3 separate regions of the Sus scrofa genome follow, and regions 2 and 3 are each linked to region 1. Evidence: chromatin contacts called from public HiChIP or PLAC-seq data. All regions are on one chromosome and are shown on one strand. The core of a region is the stretch at or near the end of the contact, and the rest is flanking DNA. Distances in the headings are between cores, read along the strand shown.

Region 1 (3,934 bases), core at 1,435-3,934:
CGCTTTCCCATATGCTTTTCCCAGGAGCTCAAACTCTTCCAGGCACTTGGTGACATCCCGAATCTTCATGGCATTACGGATGGTCCGGATAAGGTTGGTCAGTTCCTCAAACCTGGTTTGAGAGCCCAGTACCACATTGGACTTGCCCACCATCAGCACTGTGTTTTCCAGAGAGACTCCCCATCACCCAGCTGCCCCACGGCCTCACCTCTTATCCTTGGCGCTTCGGACAACTCTCTTGGTATCTTCTTCATCTTCACTCAGCAACAACGGTCTGTTTGGAAGGAAGAGACACCATTAACTAGCATTCTTAGCTCCAATCTTCCCAAAAGATTTCTACTCCAAAAAAAAAAAAAAAAAAAAAAAAAGGAGTTTCTATCATGGCACAGTGATTAACGAATCCAACTAGGAACCATGAGGTTGAGGGTTAGATCCCTGGCCTTGCTCAGTGAGTTAAGGATCTGGTGTTGCCATGAGCTGTGGTGTAGGTCGGAGACCCGGCTCGGATCCCACGTTGCTGTGGCTCTGGCGTAGGCCAGTGGCTATAGCTCTGATTAGAACCCTAGCCTGGGAATCCCCATATGCCGCAGGTGTGGCCCTAGAAAAGACCAAAAAAAAACAAAGACCAAATGATTTCTGTTACTCTTCTTGGATGGGGCAGGTAAAAGTGAATCACTCAGGCCCATTCCAACCACACTCACCTTGTTTTATTCTTCCTCTTCGTAGCTTCATTGTAGGGAACTAACTTAATCTTTTTTTTTGCTTTTTAGGAATGTGCCCGTGGCATATGGACGTTCCCAGGCTAGGGGTCCAATTGGAGCTGCAGCTGCTGGTCTACACCAGAGCCATAGCAAAGCAGGATCCGAGACAGCTCATGGCAATGCCAGATCCTTAACCCATGAGCAAGGCCAGGGATCGAACCTGTGTCCTCATGGATGCTAGTCAGATTCATTAACGGCTGAGCCATCACGGGAACTCCGGAACTAACTCAATCTTTAAAGCACACTTCAAGTAAGGCCTTTTGTCAGCTGTTGTAATGCATACAAAATGACCATTTCCAGCCTCTCACACAAGCAGAGGTATTTACTATGTCAGAAAATTAACCATGTAAAGACACAAACCACTAAAAACTACTAAAAGAAGGTGAGGAAAAGGGTCCTTTAGCTACAATGAAGGGAAAGGAAAGTGATATCTGAACTAAGTCCTAGGAAGCAGTATTTCCCAGACTGTGAACACCCAAGAGTAAGAAAAGAGTCTCAATGGCTTTAACACCTCCATTGCTAGTATTTTTCCTTAATAAATAAACATCAGACCACAGACAGCATTCAACTGGCAACAATATCTTTTTTTGTCCGTCTTAGTAACTTTCCAATTACTTCCAATTTTGTAGCAAGTGAGGTTGGTTTTTCCACTTAAGACATGAAATCATATTCACATGGTACGTGTGTGTATCCTTTTTTTTCTTTTTAAAAAGTGAGTTTTATGCTGAAACAAGACTTTGAAGTGGTAGGAATAGGAATTCCCATTGTGGTCCAGTGGAAACAAATCCGACTAGGAACCATGAGGTTGCGGGTTTGATCCCTGGCCTTGCTCAGTGGCTTAAGGATCCGGCGTTGTCGTGAGCTGTGGTGTAGGTTGAAGATGCGGCTTGGATCTGGCATTGCTGTGACTCTGGCGTAGGCCTGCAGCTACAGCTCCGATTAGACCCCTAGCCTGGGTACCTCCATATGCCTCGGGTGCGGCCCTAAAAGGACAAAAGACAAAAAAATAAAAAATAAATAAAATAAATAAAAATGAAGTGATAGGAATATACATTCTTAATCACAGGTATGTGCCAAAAAAAACAAAAAAACAAAAAAAACTGAAGGTGGCATATGTATGACACAAGTTTGAGAAACAACATTCTACTGTTCCAAAAGGAGAAAAAAAGTAGTTTGCAGAGATGGGAGAAGGGTATGTAGGTGGAGGTAAACAACAGGGAACTACTAACAGATATTTAAAAACTTAAGAGCCACATCAAAGAATTCTTAATATCTGAGGTTTCTTGCTAAATGCAACAGACCCAACCAGTGGGAAAACCTCTCCTCCAAGACTCTATCCTTTGCCCGGTGGGTGGATTCCCACAATTCACAGCACCCTAAGCCGTTAAGGTTGTCCCTCCAACACTGCTCCAGTCTCTTAAACTCTGAACATCCTTGGTACCCGCTCTCACCGCCACCACCTCCATTCCCCTCCCACATACACGGCCTTCCATAGCCTGCCGCACCCCCCCCCCGAGTGGTCCCCATGCCGCAGGCCCCTACTCACTGTTTGCCGTAGTTACCCCCAACAGGTTTGGTGACAAGCTCCTCCCCGGACAGGGACGACTCGGACTCGCTGTCCGAACCGGTGGTAAAAAACCGCGACATGGCGACGGCGCTGAGCAGCTGCGGCGGACGCGGCTGGACCTACGGAAAAGCCCGAAAGTCACGGGCCACAACAACGGGCCCGGGCCGCCACTCCCCGACCCCGACCCACACCGTCCCCGCACGCACCCCGACTGAGGTTTCGCTCCTCCAAGCACGAGGCCCAAGAAATAGTTACCAGCTGAGCTCGCGAGTCACACCGCGGAGCCGGGACCGCGGAAACGCGCAGAGGAGAAGGCGGGACCCTTGCGTCACTTCCGGGGGACGCCGACGAACTGTACTGTTTGACTACAACTCCCAGATGCCCTCGCGCCACGCAAGGGGCGGGATTCGGCCTGATGTAACCTTGGCGGGGAGGACGCCACCTAGAGATTCTCCCATGGGACCCGCTTTGCTGTCGGGTTTTATTGCTCACAGATGCCAACCATACCTCTGACCCGTGGAGTAAGAATCTCAGGACCAGGATTTTCCTTTTTTAACGTCCACGCGATGCTGATAAGTTACAAGGTTTTGGAGCTAGGCTTCGAGCAAACTTTGAATCTGACTTTGTATTCAAATCCCATCTCTGGAGTTCCCTGTTGTGGCGCAGCGGAAATGAATCCGCCTAGCATCCATGAGGTTGCGGGTTCGATCCCTGGCCTTGCTCAGTGGGTTAAGGATCCGGCGTTGCCGTGAGCTGTGGTGTAGGTGGCAGACGCGGCTCGGATCTGATGTCGCTGTGGCTGCGGTATAGGCCAGAAGCTGTGGCTCCGATTTGACTGCTAGCCTGGAAACCTCCATATGCCGTGGGTGTGGCCCTAAAAAAAAAAACCAAAACAAAAAAACAAATCCCATCTCCAACACTTACTAGTGTGTGACACTTAGGCAGATTTCCTAATCTCTGTATGATTCAGTCTCCCCAGATAAGGACCATAATAGGACCTACTTCGTAGAATATTATGAAAATTAAGTGACTTAGTATATGTGAAGCGTTTAGAACAGCGCCTTGTACAATATAAGCATATAATAAATATAAAGCTAGTATCATTCATTATTCCACAAATGCTTATTTACTGAGCATTTGTTATGAACCAGAAATGTTCTAGGCACTGGACACAGCAGCAAACAAAACAGAAAAAGTAGCTGATTTCACAAGGAAACTCCTAGGTTCTAGGAATAAGGAGAAGACCAGTGTACTATCAGCAAAGAGAGCAATGTATTAACAGTATAGAAGTAGATAACTCTAGATCATGAAGATACTTGGAGGCCTATGGATTTAAATCCAGGTGAGTTGGAGAAGCTATCAAGCAGTTTTATTGAGCTGGGACTGTTTTACATTTTTCTTTCTTTCTTTCTTTTTTTTTTTTTTTTTGCCTTTTTGCCTTTTTGCTTTTTTGCCTTTTCTAGGGCTGCTCCCAAGGCATATGGAGGATCCCAAGCTAGGGGTCCAATCAGAGATTTAGTTGCCGGCCTACACCAGACCCACAGCAACGCCAGATCCAAGCTGCGTCTGAGACCTACACCACAGCTCATGGCAATGCCAGATCCTT
Region 2 (3,692 bases), core at 1,191-3,690, 80 kb after region 1:
TAGTCAGATTTGTTTCTGCTGAGCCATGACGGGAACTCCTGGGAATTTTTTTTAAAGAAAAGATTTGGTAGTTGTTTGGGCAAGAGTAGAGGCACCCTGGACCAGTGTGAGTGCGGTGGCCACAAAAAGTGGATGGACTACGTTATATGGACGAACACATGGAAAGCATTTCAACGGTGCCTGATGTGAGATAAGTGTCCAACAAATGTGAGTTGTCATTTTTATACTGCAGACACAGTGATGAATTGAATATGGGAGGGAAGGGAAGGAGTGAGGTCAAGGGTAACTCCCTGATGCTGGCTCAGCCATTGTTGCCAAGTGGGAGTCGAGAAAATGAAAACTGAGGACGGGAATTCTTCCTTGTGGCTCAGCAGGTTAAGAACCCAGCAAGCATCCGTGAGGATGTGGTCCCGCTTCGCTCTGCAGGTTAAGGGACTTGGCGTTGCCGCAAGTTGCAGCATAGGTCGAGGATGTGGCTTGGATCTGGCATTCCTGTGGCTGTGGTGTAAGCGGCAGCTGCAGCTCTGATTTGACCCCTGGCCTGGGAACTTCCTCATGTCATGGGTTCAGCCCTATAAAGACCAAAAAACCCAAAAAAACCCGCAAAAGAAGAAAAACGAAGAAAAACTGCAGACAGATGATTCTTTTGAGAAATTTGGATGTGAAGACAGAGCTATTTCTTACATATGGGCAACACTGTAAAATACGTAAAAGATTAGAGTTCCCCTTGTGGCTCAGTGGTTAAGGAACCCAACTAGGATTCATGAGGATGTGGGTTCAAGCCCTGGCCTCACTCAGTGGGTTAAGGATCTGGCATGCTGTGGCTGTGGCTGTGTCTGTGGCCGGCAACTGTTGCTCTGATTTTTTTTTTTTTTTTTTGGTCTTTTTGTCTTCTCAGGGCTGCACCTGTGGCATATGGAGGTTCCCAGGCTAGGGGTCGAATCGGAGCTACAGCTGCCGGCCTAATACACAGCCACAGCAACGCCAGATTGGAGGCGCGTCTGTGACCTACACCACAGCTCACGGCAACGCCAGATCCTTAACCCAGTGAGCGAGGCCAGGGATAGAGCCAGCAACCTCATGGTTCCTAGTCGGATTCATTTCCGCTGCGCCACGACAGGAGCTCCTGTTGCTCTGATTTGACCCCTAGCCTGGGAATTTCCACATGCCGTGGGTGCAGCCCTAAATAGCAAAAAAAAAAAAAAAAAAAAAAAAAAGAAAGAAAGAAAAAGAAAAAAGATTAATCCAGTGATACATGTTAACTGATACATAGTTATTGCAGGAAACTTCAGAAATTAAAGATAAATTCAAACAAACAAAAAAATTGAGCCCCAGGAGTTCCCTCTTGTTCAGTGGGTTAAGGATCCAGTGTTGTCACTGCTATGCCTCAGGTTACAGCTGTGGTGCAGGTTGGATCCCTGGCTGGGAAACTTCCACATGCCATGGCACAGACACCCCCGCCCCAAAACGAGCCCCAAATCTCCCTTGAGGAGAAAATAAAATTGACATTTGCCATTCAGGAGAAATAGCTTCTGAGACTTCATTTTTTTAAAAAATTTTATTTTATGGCTTCTCCCGCGGCACATGGATGTTCCCAGGCTAGGGGTCCAATTGGAGCTACAGCTGCTGACCTACACCACAGCCACAGCAACACAGGATCAGAGCCGCTACACCACAGCTCATGGCAATGCCTGACCCTTAACCCACTGAGCAAGGCCAGGGATCAAACCTGTGTCTTCACAGATGCTAGTCAGATTAATTTCAGCTGCGCCACTACGGGAACTCCTGAGACTTCAATAAACACGAAAATGCGAACTCCTTGCTTCTGTAAACCCCATAAAACGCAGGATATAGAACTGAGACTGGGTAGATGGTCATGCAACTTACTGAGAGACCACAGAAAGAAGAGTAAGTTTGATGGTAAAAAATGTTGCATTAAGTTTTGGGCTGAAATGGTTTGTGTTGAAGTCTAAGACTCTAATATGAATTTTAAAAAATAGAACGCTTATTATATACCAGCCACTATGGGTGTATATAGGTGAATAAAACAGTGGATCCTAACCTCCCTGAGCAGGCAAGTGTACCAAACAAACGTAAAATTTGGTATGGGTTATGTAAGAGATTACAAGATACTAGGATGTAAACCGTTGTGGTTAAACATTTGCTCACAATGACAATATGTTCCTGACAATACTCTCTAAAAGAATGATATCTGGGTTTACAGATCTGCTTATTTCTATTTATTTTTAACATTTTTTAAATGAACTTTAATTTTTGAAGCAGTTTTAGCTTTCCAGCAAAATTGAAGGAACAAGTACAGAGTTCTCATATGCCCACTGCTCCCCCTTCAATCAACAATCTGCTCGTTTAAAAATTTTTTTATTGTTTCATCGAGGTTTTGGTAATAGGAGTGGATACTGAAAACACGCTCTGGTTGGTTAAAACAAGGTTCAGCTGAAGAGGCGGAAACTCTGTGTCCAAGTAAAAACTACATTTCCCAAGGAGCAGCGCGGCACGGGAAGAGAGCGCACGCGTAGAGAGGAAGACAGCGCACGCGTAGAGAGGGTCTCGCGCTGCTCATAAAAGGGAAAAAGCGTGCGTGGTTCTTGAGCCGCCGCGAATCTTCGAACGTGAGCGCGTTGTTATCCGCAGACTCTGAAAGGCATTCGAGGGAAGACGCGCCTGCTCCCGCCGTCGCAGTTTCCAGCGCGACTTGCTTATTCCACCCGTGGTTCTGTAGGTGGGTATACGTCGTGGTCTGAGGCACTGCTTGGCTCCCCGCACCCCCGCTCGGAGAATGGCGGGAGCGGAGGGCCGGGGGGTCCCTGTTCTCGGGCGTCGCTGAGGCAGCTCTTGAGAGGCAGTGCGCACGCGCCCTGGACCGGGAGAGGCGGGGCGCTGGGAGGGAGGGCTGGCGCCGACCTTCTCTGGTAACTGACTGCGCCTGCGCTCGCCGGCTGGAAGAGGGTGGGAAGCCGCTGCACGTGGAGCTTGGCTCCGTGGCTGGGAGGGGTGGGTACGCACCCCAGGTGCGAGAGAACAAGGGCAGAGGATGGGGCCCGCACTTTGGCAGCTTTCATTATTTGCTGAAGGTGTGCTTAGTTTAACAACCTCATTCTTCATATTCCTCCAGGTGCTTTCTATTTCACTGCAGCCAAAACTTCATTCTCTACTCATTAGCCCCTTTTCTCCTTCAAACACACTCCAGTAAGGCCTTGGCTCTCACCCCTCCACTGAAATGGAAATGCGTGCTTCATTTGCTATGCGGAACATTCTCGTCTTCAGCTTCAGCTCTTTCTGGTTTCTCCTCTGCTGATTCTTGCTCTAACTTACCCTCAGTGGTTGGTTGTACTGCCCCACAGCCTCATCTTTGATCTCTTTTCTGTGCTGTTTCCTAGGCTTTAAATACTCTCTCTTTTTTTTTTTTTTTTGTCTTTTTGCCATTTCTTGGGCCGCTCCCGTGGCATATGGAGGTTCCCAGGCTAGCGGTCTAATCAGAGCTGTAGCCACCGGTCTACGCCAGAGCCACAGCAAACGTGGGATCCGAGCCGCGTCTTCGACCTACACCACAGCTCACGGCAACGCCGGATCCTTCACCCACTGAGCAAGGGCAGGGACTGAACCGGCAATTTCATGGTTCCTAGTCGGTTTTGTTAACCACTGAGCTACGGCGGGAGCTCCTAAATACCATC
Region 3 (3,863 bases), core at 67-2,566, 110 kb after region 1:
AGGACCACACCGCAGCATGTGGAGGTTCCCAGCTTAGGGGTCTAATGGGAGCTACAGCTGCTGGCCTACACCACAGCAACACTAGGTCAGAGCCCCATCTGCGACCTACACCACAGCTCGTGGCAATGCGGGATCCTCAACCCACTGAGCAGAGCCAGGGATCGAACCCGCAACCTCATGGATGGTAGATTCATTTCCGCTGAGCCACGACGGGACCACCTATCCTATTTCTTTTTAAAAGTTCACCCTCATCAAATATTTCCACCGTGAACTGGTGTGCTGCGGTACTGGATGACTTTAAAGAGCCCACACTCTTTAGCCCCTAACTAATGGTCAAGGGGAGGTGCCAGTTTTCAGGGGAGGGGGGGTTAAGGCTCAGGGTTTCGGCTGCATTCAAAGGAATGTCATTCAGAAAGTGGTCTTTCCTTGGCTGTCCCAGGTGAAGCAGACTTCCTGGGGTAGCACCAGCCCTGAGGGTTACAGCCGGGCTGGAAGGCTGCCTCTCAGAAGGCAGGGACCCGTGCTCTGCTGCAGGGTCATCCTGGATGACCTGAAGCGTCTATGGCTCCAGATGGAGACATCTCAAAGAAAACTGCTCTTTAAACGGAAATGATCTTAAAACATTATTTCCTCGGATCTCTGTGGTGGAACTGCAGAAACTTTAGGGAGTGAAATATTACATTCCTCTCCTAGAGATTCATATTCCAGTTAAAGTATTAAAGGCTCTGCCAAGTTCTGCAATAACAGTTTGTTTAGCTCAGTGGTTCACAGACTTACTGGCAGTAGAATACATTTGCACACCGGTTCTCAAGTCTGGCTGCATCCCAGAGGTTCTGATTTAATTGGGGTGGAGTTCAGGCCCTGGTATTGATTTAACCTTTTATTTGTCTTTTCTCTTTTTAGGGCTGTACCCAAGGCAATATGGAGGTTCTCAGGCTAGGGGTCCAGCCTATGCCACAGCCACAGCAACGCGGGATCTAAGCCACGTCTCTGACCTACACCACAGCTCACAGCAGCGCCAGATCCCCGACCCACTGAGCAAGGCCAGGGATTGAACCCACATCCTCATGGGTACTAGTTGGATTAGTGTCTGCTGCGCCACAACGGGAACTCCTTGATTTAACTTTTTATATAATTTCAGACTTAAATATAGTTTGCCGCCTTTGCTTTATCATTCTGTATGGCTATTCACAAATCTTTTTCTGAACCTTTTATGTTGCAGACATGAGGCATGATGCTGCTTGACCTCTAAATACATGTCAGCATTTCCTAAAAATGAGAACATTCTTAACCACAGTACATTTCTCAAAATCGGGAATTACGCTTGTATGCAACTATTAGCTAATCCACAGATCTTAACTCAGATTCATCACTGTCCACTGGTGACCCTCATAGCAAAAGAACATTTTTCTGGTGCAGATCAGCATTGAGTTTAGTGTTCATGTCTCTTTCGTCTGTTTCAACCTGGAACGGTTCCCAGGCTGTCTTCTTTTCTTTTCTTTTCTTTTTTTTTTTGCTCTTTTTAGGGCTGTACCGGTGGCACATGGAAGTTCCCATGCTAATGGTGGACTCAGAGCTGTAGCTGCCACGTTACACCACAGCCACAGCAACGCCAGATCGAGCTGCGCGTGTGCAGCCTACACCCACAGCTCGTGGCAACACGGAATCTCTAACCCACTGAGTGAGGCCAGGGATCAAACCCTCGTCCTCACGGATACTAGTCGGGTTTGTTAGCGCTGAGCCACGATGGGAACTCCATGTCTCTGGCTTTCATGACTTTGACGTTTTGCGATCATACGCCAGTGTAGAATGCCCCTCAGCTGGGTTTGTCTGATGTTTCCTCGGGATTAGAATCAGGTTTCACGCTTTCGGAGGTAATAGCACCAAGTGATACTGCCCTTGGCCAGTGTTGGAAGGCAGAGGACACTGCCACGCTGGTTACGGTGAGCTCCTCCAGGTTCCTCCTGTGTCCAGTGATGGCTGTTTGCCGTTGTGTGATAAGTGTCTCATGGGAGATGCTTTCATACTGTGTAAATATCCCATGTCACCATCCCAGACCCACTAGTTCTGGCCGAGAGCCACTGCATTAATGTCTTAGAGAACACAGCTTCGGACACGCTCCATGAAAGGATGTCCTCCAGACAGGCCCAGCAGCAACCATCAGACTTGCCCCCTGGCTTTTACTCCTCCTCTGCTTTCCTGGCTGCCTGCTCGCCCCGCGCCCCAGTGCCTCACCCACATCAGCCACGTGTCTCACACCAGCCGCGCTGAGCTTTGACACGTCAAGGCTACCGGGCAGGGTGTCCGTCCTCCTCGTGGTTTGCCCAGTTCCCTCTGCCAAGACTTCAGCCCGGTCTTCCGGCCTCTCCTGACAAGCCCACAGGAGTCACACACTCAGGGACTCCGTCCTGTGACGCTGTGGGGGGGTGTCCTCAGAGGTCTCTCTCCTCCTAAACCAGGGCCTTCAGAGCCATGTGGGCGGTTGTGACAGGCGTGCCGGAGGGATGGGTGGGGGAATGAACAACCCAGGGTGGGTACTCTGCTGCTTTTTGCTGGCGAAGTGGTCTAGGGGAGAGTCCCCGGGGTTTAAAGGATTGCGCCTTCTTCCCACCAGGATTTGGGGGCACTTCTGCCAGGTTGCTTAGGTCTCGGCCACTCTAAGCAAACTCCAGAAGTTTCCTGGGCTGCCGCCTTTCAGGGACAAGTTCCATCCACCCCTATTCCTGCCCTGGGCCCGGACCCCCCAGCCCTCTGGAGGGTCTCATCTTACATGTCCCGCTGGGGCAGACTGCACATTTTAACTTCTGTCCTCTGAACAAGACATTGCTCGAGGCTGCGGGTGCCCAGCAGCCCGTGTTCAGGATCTGGCAGGTGCGCTTGGGGAAGGCGGCGGCGGCTTTGCTTACCTCTCCGGGACCCTCCCTGTCTCGCCAGTGCTTTTAAGATTAAAAAACACATGCTCAGGGTCTTCTAGTTTCCACGGCAGGGTTGGCGTGAGCTAGCCAGCCTGCTGCGAGGAGGAAAGGAAGTCTGCCTTGTGCTTCATCCAGACCTCTTCTCTCCCTTCTGCCCACCCTCAGCATCCTCCGGAAAGCCCTAGATAAGATTGCGGAAATCAAGTCTCTGTTGGAAGAGAGGCGGATTGGTGAGTTAGAGACGACAGAGCCGGCGGCGGCAGTGGAGTGAGGGGTCCTGAGAGCAGCAGTCGTGTCTCCCTAGGGGGGCCTGTAGCCCCAGCCCAGTGTGACGAGCCCGTGAACTTCTGACAGAAGCGCCCGGGGCAGCCTGGGCTGGGAGGATGGGCATCATCCGTGGTGCTCCCTGGGGACCACAGTGCCTTCTCTGCCCCCTCCTCGAGTGTGTTCCTCTCCTGCCACCTCCTCCCGATTCTTGCTGTGGTGAGAACCTGGGTGTCTTGAAGCCATTCCTCCAGGCCTGGCACTGGCTTCCAGGTCTGTTGGCCACCTCGGCTTTCCCACCTCCCTGCTCTGTCAGTGAACCCCCGGAGGGAGAGTCCTTTGCCCTTCAAAAGTGTTGTCACACGGCCAGCCGGGTTTGTCTGAAGTGGCCGGGTGTGTGCACTCGTGCCTGCGGAGGTCAGGAGTCCATCCACACGGGAGAGTTTTTTTAACTTTGTTGTTGAATTAAAACATACTTCACTTCTGTGTTCATATCGAAAAGAACACAATGAACGGAGAGCTCACTGCATTTTCACTCACTGAACTGACCCTCACCCAGAGCAGGAACTGGAACATGACCAGCTTCTCAGAACCCCAGCTTTTGCCCTCTCTAGTTCCTTCCCCTTCCAGGGCCGCCCTGGAGCTGGGTGGTCTCTCACCCTCAGGATCTAGCGGAAGAGGCGG

What was found. HiChIP or PLAC-seq counts read pairs in DNA pulled down with a chosen protein or histone mark.
Region 2: an H3K27ac HiChIP or PLAC-seq map of alveolar macrophages shows a contact between it and region 1. The contact joins the promoter of SGF29 here to the promoter of LOC110260088 in region 1. A contact is called at or near these places in 7 of 47 Hi-C or Micro-C datasets (embryonic fibroblasts, epiblast stem cells, heart right ventricle and 3 more) and 1 of 2 datasets of contacts at active chromatin or transcription factors (alveolar macrophages).
Region 3: an H3K27ac HiChIP or PLAC-seq map of alveolar macrophages shows a contact between it and region 1. The contact joins the enhancer-like site here to the promoter of LOC110260088 in region 1. A contact is called at or near these places in 1 of 5 promoter capture datasets (liver), 4 of 47 Hi-C or Micro-C datasets (embryonic fibroblasts, epiblast stem cells, mesenteric adipose tissue and 1 more) and 1 of 2 datasets of contacts at active chromatin or transcription factors (alveolar macrophages).

The regions. Positions count from the first base shown.
Region 1 is chr3:18,466,475-18,470,408 of Sscrofa11.1, reverse strand. It overlaps LOC110260088 (eukaryotic translation initiation factor 3 subunit C), which reads right to left and starts at 2,684. Exons shown (of 21, transcript XM_021088039.1): 1 at 2,535-2,684; 2 at 2,308-2,447; 3 at 209-274; 4 at 1-112. The coding sequence starts at 2,408.
Region 2 is chr3:18,386,678-18,390,369 of Sscrofa11.1, reverse strand. SGF29 (SAGA-associated factor 29) reads left to right here and starts at 2,440. Exons shown (of 11, transcript XM_021088034.1): 1 at 2,440-2,740.
Region 3 is chr3:18,356,679-18,360,541 of Sscrofa11.1, reverse strand. SGF29 (SAGA-associated factor 29) reads left to right here. Exons shown (of 11, transcript XM_021088034.1): 6 at 3,081-3,145. Among named protein-coding and RNA genes, the nearest start is that of BOLA2B, 7.1 kb to the right of the region's middle. Within about 2 kb of position 1,316, at least 11 of the 83 cell types and tissues checked have an H3K27ac peak or open chromatin away from gene starts, as enhancers often do. A contact at or near this core is called in alveolar macrophages, liver and mesenteric adipose tissue, where this site is marked.